2 separate regions of the Sus scrofa genome follow, and region 1 is linked to region 2. The links are chromatin contacts, called in public HiChIP or PLAC-seq maps. All regions are on one chromosome and are shown on one strand. The core of a region is the stretch at or near the end of the contact, and the rest is flanking DNA. Distances in the headings are between cores, read along the strand shown.

The links. HiChIP or PLAC-seq counts read pairs in DNA pulled down with a chosen protein or histone mark.
Region 1: an H3K27ac HiChIP or PLAC-seq map of alveolar macrophages shows a contact between it and region 2. The contact joins two enhancer-like sites. A contact is called at or near these places in 1 of 47 Hi-C or Micro-C datasets (liver) and 1 of 2 datasets of contacts at active chromatin or transcription factors (alveolar macrophages).

The regions. Positions count from the first base shown.
Region 1 is chr14:123,533,424-123,537,631 of Sscrofa11.1, reverse strand. It overlaps TCF7L2 (transcription factor 7-like 2), which reads right to left. Exons shown (of 17, transcript XM_005657478.3): 13 at 212-260. Among named protein-coding and RNA genes, the nearest start is that of TCF7L2, 190 kb to the right of the region's middle. Within about 2 kb of position 2,796, at least 2 of the 83 cell types and tissues checked have an H3K27ac peak or open chromatin away from gene starts, as enhancers often do. A contact at or near this core is called in alveolar macrophages, where this site is marked.
Region 2 is chr14:123,404,556-123,408,869 of Sscrofa11.1, reverse strand. All of the region lies in intron 4 of TCF7L2 (transcription factor 7-like 2), which reads right to left. Among named protein-coding and RNA genes, the nearest start is that of TCF7L2, 63 kb to the right of the region's middle. Within about 2 kb of position 2,524, at least 8 of the 83 cell types and tissues checked have an H3K27ac peak or open chromatin away from gene starts, as enhancers often do. A contact at or near this core is called in alveolar macrophages, where this site is marked.

The DNA.
Region 1 (4,208 bases), core at 1,547-4,046, 130 kb before region 2:
AATGAATGTTACTAGCTTTAAAAGGGCAGTCATGAAGCAATTAATTAAAATGCATAAACAAAAAGGTTGGCTAAGAGGGTCCCCCCACCCCCACCCCATCCGACAACATCCTGGCCTTGAATTTCTCCTGCCTCCCCCAGACAGAATCCTGCTATAAAAGCATGGTCCTCAGAGCACCGCTTCCTGCCTCTATCCCGTTATTCTAACTTACCATTGGTCTCCCCGGGCTGCTTGTCCCTTTTCCTCTTCTTCTTTTTCCCCTAGAAGAACAGAAGAGACACAGCGAATTATTTCAGGAGGTGGCGGGGAGGAGGGGCATCTGGGCTCACCTGGAAAGGAGGCAGGAGGAGGGGCCCCGGCTGCCACCTCCATCCAGGCTCCTGGGTATCTGCCAACCCCCAACCCCTTTAATCCAAGCGCCCTTCAACTGGGCTCTGGGTGGACGACCGCACACCCAGCAGGAAAAGAGTGGATCAGCGGGGTGGCAGGTAGGACCTCTCTTCGAGCGCATCGATGTCCATCCTCACACCTGACCCCAGCACTCATGAAAGGGGACCAGAGCGGGATGATGGGGAAGACTCGGGGAGGCTGAAGAGACAGCGTTCCAAGTGGCCCAAGAGCTAAGGGACAAATGGACGTTGGGACGGCTGGGTGGACTCAAGAGAGCCTCCGTGCCCCATGCAAATCTCTTCTTTATAAGGCCAAATGGTTCTCATTCGGAATCAAAAAATAAAAATCCCCTTCGTAGGGGATTTTCTTTGCCCTGTAGCACTGGCCTTGGTTTTAAAGCGGAGGGTGGAACAAAGGCGAAACAACCAGAAGCGATCTGAGCAATTTTTCAGACTCCTGAGTGGACATCCCTAAGGGGGAACATCCTGTTCTTGCCATTTTCCTCTACCATGACAATACCCTTCGTAAGAACAGTTACCATTCACGGGGCACATGCTCTGTGCCAGACAGAATTCTAAGAGTGCCATGTCTAGCGACTCATGTATCTTCACACAATCCTCTGCAACCACGATTTTACAGACAAGGAAACTGAGGCACAGAGAGTTTCATGAAAGTTCCTGAGACGACATGAGAAGGCGGGGCCATGATGGGAACCAGGCGATCGTGGTCCCCCAGCTCTCATCCACTAGGCTACGCTGCCTCCATACAGACCGCCCGGCCCTCCGAGGAAGGCTTTTCATGCATCATGGGAGACGAACTGCATGGAGCCATTCTCATTCTCCAGCCTGACCCTCCCCGACATCCAGACAGTCTGCTGCAGCTGCGGACGTGCAACGGGAGCAGGAAAGAATTCTGTGGAGGTAACCGCCTCCTTCCTGATCTGAAACTAGGCCTCCCTCACCCGGGAGCTCCACCCTATCCACGTGCTGCAGCTGCCCGGTGTACATGCAATGTCACGAGCAGGAGGAACCTGTGTTCCGACGCGTCTATTTGTGTCAGAACATCTAAATATTAACCTTTGCTAAAAGTTCTCATGGTATGTTGACACTGACTCAAGAAGAGACAGCAACAGCCACTGGGTGAAAACTTGAGAATCCATAAGGCCCTGTGAGGAGCCCCCCCAAGGCAGAGATGCCACACGGTTTCAGGTCCACCTAAAGACTGAGAGTCAGCAGTTCTAGAGAAAGCCTCTCAGACCTGCGGGCTGTGCCACTTGGGACATCTGTCTGGGTCTTCGGTTCAGTGTTACCCTTTGAAACATTTCATGTTCCTTGGCATCCAGTTTAAGAAAGGAAGAAAGGAAACCAAGAAGTTCCTGTGCTTTTGCACGAGCCCCCATGGCCCATCCTCGTGTCTGTGCCACTCCTGCGTCAGAAGCAGAGTGCCACCCGGCCATCCTCGAAGAGGCAGGAGGGTCCAGTGTCAGCTTCTTTAGAAGCTGAAATAAAGCTTCAACTGCGCACAGAAACATGTCGGTTCCAGGCAGCCCCCCCCCGCCCCCCAGCCAAGGGCTTCCCAGTCATTTCGAATGCTGTGCTCAGCCGCGTCCAGTCCCCCGCAATATATTCTGAGAGGCAGCTGAAAATTCCACTACCCCTGGGAAGGATTTAGGATACACTGATAAAAATAATTGACAACTGAGAGGTTCATGACTGAGAAAATGATCATTTAGACTAAAGATTCTAGAGGACTGGGAATGTGTTTTAAGCGGAAGAGAATGGAAGAAAATACACACTATCTAGAGAAGAGAGAGATGCAGTTCAAGGGAGCTGGCCATCCCATTAGCTCTTTGAATGTAATGAGAGAAAAGCCCTCAACTCTGGTGGTGAGGTGCGGGGAAACCCTCCAGATAGGCAACATGGCCTGGGATTTATCTCCTTTACCTAAGTTGGAAGGGCCAGAAAGGAAATAACGTTGAATTTCAAGGCCATGGGTTAGTGATCACTATGGGACCAAAATGTTTTCTCTTCTGTTCCAGAACGTACCAAGTCTGACAACCCAAATGTGACTGTTTCACTCAATTCTACTTCGCTAAGATAGTGTTATAAAGGCTTCTGTCACCACTGGGCTAGAAAAGTAGGAATGTGGTGAAAGCAGCATAAGATGGTTAGCTCAGAAAGCTTCCCAGAAGACCCCTCTGCACTTTACAATACCCAAAGTAATTTACAGAAGCATCCTTGTCAAGTCAGTTTAAAAAACGAACCCCAAAACCCCCAACTAACTAGTCTCTACCACAATCAAATCCATACAAGTTTTAACTCTGATTCTTGCTCCACAGACTGTTCAGTTCCTAGGGGAGGGAGGGAGGAGGGAGGTGGCAGGACGGAAAGAGGAAGGGAGGAAGGGCTGTGTGTGTTCACACCCATATGTAGTGAGCCACAGATCGTGGACTCTACAGCTAGTAAAGCTCCTATAGCCCCAAATCCAGAGCTACCTCTAAACTTTCTCAAGTCTTATCAGGGGTTCCCCTATTACACCAAACCTCGTCCAAATATAAAACTGAACTAAAGTCGTTTTACGTGTCTCATGACCTTCTGAAACCTAGAAAGCACTTCACAAAAAGCCTCGGGCAATACCCTGTCTGACTCCAGGAAAGTCCATGGCAGGATTCTTTTGAAGCTTTCACAAAGTCGGCCTTGTACCTTTGTGGAGATCTCACCCTGCACAACTCCAGGGGGCACCACGCACACAGACCATAGTGTAAATGGCACACCCTAAAGTTGTGCAGTGCACGCCCTGCACAGCTATACATGAAGGCCCCACTATGACCCAAAATGTCTCCTGGGGATGTGATACCTATAGAGTAGCTGAATTCCTCTCTGTGGTACAACTCTAGATTACTCAAAGAATTGGGTCTGTAGCAGGAAGGAGCTGGAGATGAACTCTAAGAACTTCTGACCCGAAACCAAGAGAGGATCTGTCCTGAAATGAGGTGGCTATATGTGTGGAGGCTGCAGAGCCTGCCTGCTGCTGGCAATCTCCACCTCGAGGTCAGGCGGGGGTGAGCAGCAAGCCTGTGGGAGAGCATTAACTTTCTTATCCTCTTCCTTTCAGCTCCAGAAGAAAGGCTTCTCCACTGAACACCTGCTGGGGACAAATGGAGAGGTCCCAAGCAGTTAAGACCCTGTGCACGACCATCTGTGAGTGACAAGGGCTGAGCGGAACAAACGTGCCACTAAGAAGTACAAGCACTAATTCCTGCTTCAACTCCCAGAGGAATACCGTCTAGTGCGGCCAGCGAAGGGCGAGAGGACCTTCGGGAAGGTGGGGGCAGCAGTGACAGAGACATGGGTGTCACACCCAACCATTTCTGTACCCCATCCTTCCCATCCACATGCAAAGAGCAGAGGAGCCCCACATGTTCACAGTAGGAGACTAGAGAGTGATGAAACTTGAAAAAGCTCGTCAGAGCAAGCAGAAAACAGCCTTCACTCAGGACCCGCACATTCAGCCAGATGTTTGTGACTTCCTGATGGCTGGTAAGTTCTGAGAGAGTGCATATGTCTGATTTAACCCCGCATCCTCGCAATGCTGTGGGCACCAGAAATTCACAATTGGAGATAACTGGATGGTTCTCAACCCACATACACCGAGGATGAATGACCAGGGGAGAGCTAGGTCAGGGAGCACTGATGGGTAGAAGAACCATCCACAGCTCCATGCTGCCAATAAGAAATGGGAGGAGAAGACTGCTACTGGCATTAAGACAGGTTTTGTTTTTTAACCAAAGAGCGGATAGTAAAAATCGCTTCATGAAA
Region 2 (4,314 bases), core at 1,275-3,774:
CCCTTGCCTGCCAGGTGAGGATAATAACATGGGGATAATATCAGTACCTCCCTCTTAGGATGGATAAGAGCGATTGGTCGTGCATCCCCTACAAACTCCCCCTGTTTGATGTACAAGATAGAAGGCTGATAGGGTTCGTGTTCATGGAGCAAGCACTCACTGCAGGGAGTTAAAAGGGGAGGCGAGATGCACGCATTCGTATGATAAATGCAGGAAGTCAACAGAGGGGCTGGTTGAGTTGGGTGGCCGAGGAGCAGACCAGCTGCCAATGACACGCCATTACTGTCCACATGGAAACGGGAAAGTAGAGAATAGTTCATTGGAGTATTTAAAACATTTCCCTCTTCCTTTCTTTATGTACCCTGGCAAGGGGCTTTGCCTTGAGAATTCAGCTCCAGCTGCCTGAATGAGGGGAAGCCAAGTTCATGGGGTCCCGCTCAGCCTCTGCTCAGGTATTTTCATTCCACCTGCAAAGTCTTCTGGAGTCTGCCCAACTCGCCCTGCAGACCCAGGGCCTCAGAGCGAATCACACGCTGCCACAAACAGAGGGGAAAAACACTAATCCAGCAAATTCTCTCGAATGACAGTTCAGCCTGTGTCTTTAATGCCAAAGCGCCTCAGGAGCCTTGTTCTTGCCTCCACAAAGTCCCTTGCGCCCTCTCCTTTGGACCACTGAGCCCCCCACTGAGTTAATGGAACCTACTACTATGAGGACCTAAAGCAGCAATATAGGGGTCACGGGGACTGCATGCATTCAGACCAAGTTCCCAGAGCTCCTCTAGAGGCAGCTCAGACCCACTTCAAACCCCAGCTCCATAACTCCAGTCACTCACCAGGGTCTGTACTGAGGGCCTAATATATGCCAAGTGCCGACTCTCAAAGAAATGGAGCTCTTTAAGAGAAGAAAGCAAAGGAGTTCCCTTCATGGCTCAGTGGTTAATGAATCCAACTAGGAACCATGAGGTTGCGGGTTCGATCCCTGGCCTTGCTCAGTGGGTTAAGGATCCGGCGTTGCCGTGAGCTGTGGTGCAGACGCGGCTCGGATCCCACGCTGCTGTGGCTCTGGCGTAGGCCAGTGGCTACAGCTCCAATTAGGCCCCTAGCCTGGCAACCTCCATATGCCACGGGAGCAGCGCTAGAAAAGGCAAAAAGACAAAAAAAAAAAAAAAAAAGAGAGAGACAGAGAAGATAGCAAAACGAACCATCGAGAAGTAGGGTGGGCTTGGGCAAAGGCTTTCATCTCTGTGAGCATTGGCTTCCTCATCTGTAAAATGGGAATACACCCAACAGCCACCTCTCAGAGTTCACAGGCTTGGCACGATGCCTCGCATATGGTGTGGGCTTAGTAAATGCTATTATATTATTAGCTAGCTATGATATTGCTATTAACATGATTGGCACCGTCAGAATAAAACTCCTGGAGCCATTGCACGATTCTAAATCATCCGAAAAAGTAAATCCCTGTTTATGATTCAATGATTAAAGGGAAATGAACACTTGGCCCGAAGTAAAACAAAGTGACCGAAAACATTCCTAGTTAACCAGCCTCGCCTCTCCGGATTACTCCCACCCCATCCTCCCATTCATTCATTCCTAGCCTTCTGGTCAAGTGGAATTTTCCTATTACTACGCTTGGTCTCCCCCACGTCTGCTCTCCAACCAGGTACACCAAAGCTCAGCTGCAGGCCTGGTGTTCTAAGCCACTGTATTTCTTCCCTCCAACTGGTCCTCACACTTAAAGAGATTTCTTAAAATGTCTGCAACCCCAGCAGAATTCTGACTCTTCTCTTTCATGCTCTGCAAACAGCAGACACACAAGGCACAGGTGGCCCACAGAACCAGGGGTTGAGATGCACTAGGTCAGACCCAGCAGCAGCTGCTCCAGGGCTACCAAGAAACCACACGAAATCATCATCTGAAAGAGGTTTTACAATGTGCACACGAAAGAAAAATGACAAAGAAAAAAAAATCTCAAAAAACAAAAACCTGCCACTTTTCTCCCAGACACGTCTTGATTTTTTTTCCCCCTCCTCTACCTTTCTTCGGAAATGTCAATAAGATTTAAAACCTTGCCTGCTAAAAACATTGCCTAAGAGTTCCCACTGTGGCTCAGTGGTAATGAACCTGACTAGTATCCATGAGGACACAGGTTCAATCCCTGGCCTCGCTCAGTGGGTTAAGGATCCAGCATTGCCATGAGCTGTGGTGTACATCGCGGAAGCAGCTCTGATTCAAACCCTAGCCTGGGAACTTTCATATGTCGCGCATGAGGCCCTAAAAAGACAAAAGATAAAAATAAAAAGTAAAAAAAAAAAAAGAATAGAAATTGCCTAAAGAAGGGGTTAGCCAGTTGGGAAAAGGGAAGTCCTCCCTGTACCTCGGGCTCACTACCGTCAGGCAGAAAAACAAGCATGAGCCATTGGCACCCTGTTTGGGGACCATCGCCAAGCCCCAGTCCGGTCCAAAGACCAGCGTGGGTTTCCTCCTGCACTGACCATGTCCTCTGAGGATGGCCAGAGCAAATGTCCAGGCTGTAAACAAGCCAAGTGAGATACCAAACGCCCAGAACAAACACATGTGGGGAGTGCAGTTTATACAGCCAACAGCTCCTTCCATCAGAGATGCTGCCACCCCAAGACCGTACGGTAGGTGCTGGAGAAATAAATGCCAGCTCTCCAACCACCGTTGTTGTTATTAAGTTGATGCTGGTCACATGCGGGGACTTTGGCACTAACGTCAGGAATGCTTTTTCCATTGTTGTTATTACCCAACACTACAGTGTGTCATCAGACATTTATGTTCTAGGAGGTGAAAATAAAGAAGGCGCTGTGTAGCAGGAAAAATGCAAAGAAAGCAATAAGCAGCAGAAATCATCCAAGAGTGGAGTTCTTACCCAGAAATGCCCTCTGCTAGTCCTTTACCTATTTTTTTAGAGAAGTTTTCAGGAAACTGAGCTGGAAGAGCCTAGGCAACCAGCTCGAGGTGACAGGATTTGGAAGTGAAGGTTATGAGGGCAGGAAACATGTTTGCCTCTCGGTGCCCCTGTGCCAAGCCTGAACGGTCTCTTTAAGCCTCATTTAACATTCGACAAATACGTATTGATGCCGGAACCAGGCATGACGTTAGGTGTGGAAGACAGAAGAGAAAGATCACGGGGCCTAAGGTCCCAGCTCTCACCCAACTTGCTGGGTGACAGTGGACAGAGATTCTGGCTCCCTTGATCCCCAGGTATTGTCAAATAATTTCCCCTCATCCCCCTCCCTCTTCAGGTGGATGCAAAGTTTCCCCTAAACCATTACTGAGGTTGCTGGCTGCTCGGCAGCTTCAGGAGTCAGTCAAGACCCGTTCCCTTCCCTCTAACCCCACAACCCTCTCCTGGCTCCCCAAACAAGCCCTGGTTATTTAATATATCTATAAAATAAAGACAATAGAAAGGTATCTGAAAAGCACTTAGACTGTAAAATATAACATCAAATATTCTAAAAACACAAGCTATATTATTACAGGACTGCACCGGCCTCTGCATCCAGTTGCCACACTGTCACTGGGAACTTGCTATTTGCAGAGTCTGAGCAAAGCACACTCGCATCAGGTAAAGCCAAGCCGGGGCAAGGGGTGGGGAGGGGAAGGGGAGTGGGGAGAGGAGGATGAGGGCAGGGGGTTGGGAGGGGAGGTTAAGAGGGGAGCTGGGCTGCACAGAATGCTTGCATTTCCACTCAGGAAAAAGGAGCACAAAGCACTGGATGCAGATGGACCCGCACCCAGTGAGGCGGTAAAGGTAGGGGGAAGCTGTTCTGTTTGCTTCTCTGAGGCGCCCACTACCTTCTTCTCAGTTGGCTCCCCATCAGCCAGGAGGCCACTCCATCTATCTTCCAATCCCTGCTATCAATCAAAAAAGCATTCCAGCCCCATCTTCCCCCACCACCCGCAAAGTAGGCCAGGCACGTTCTGGGTGTTGTGGACCCTCAAGTGAGTGCTAAGGTGGCCTCGCTGCCCTCTGACCTCATTATCTTCAGGCCCAGAAGATTCATTAGTTAAAACAACACACTGCATGTACCAACTTCTAAAAAGCTTACCCTACGGCCAACAGCACTTCCCAGTATTTTCAGAGGCATCCAGCCACTCACCCCCCATTTCTCCTGCTTTTAAAGAAGGGCAAAGGTGACATTTCAGCCCATCACCAGCTCAGAGGTTAGAGCAAAGAAACCAACAGATGGGTGCTGGCTTGTCAAGTCTTTAACATAACGTCAGCTTGCCTCCCTTAGTGCCATCCACAGTGAAACCACCAGACAAATAAGATAGGGGTTTACTTTT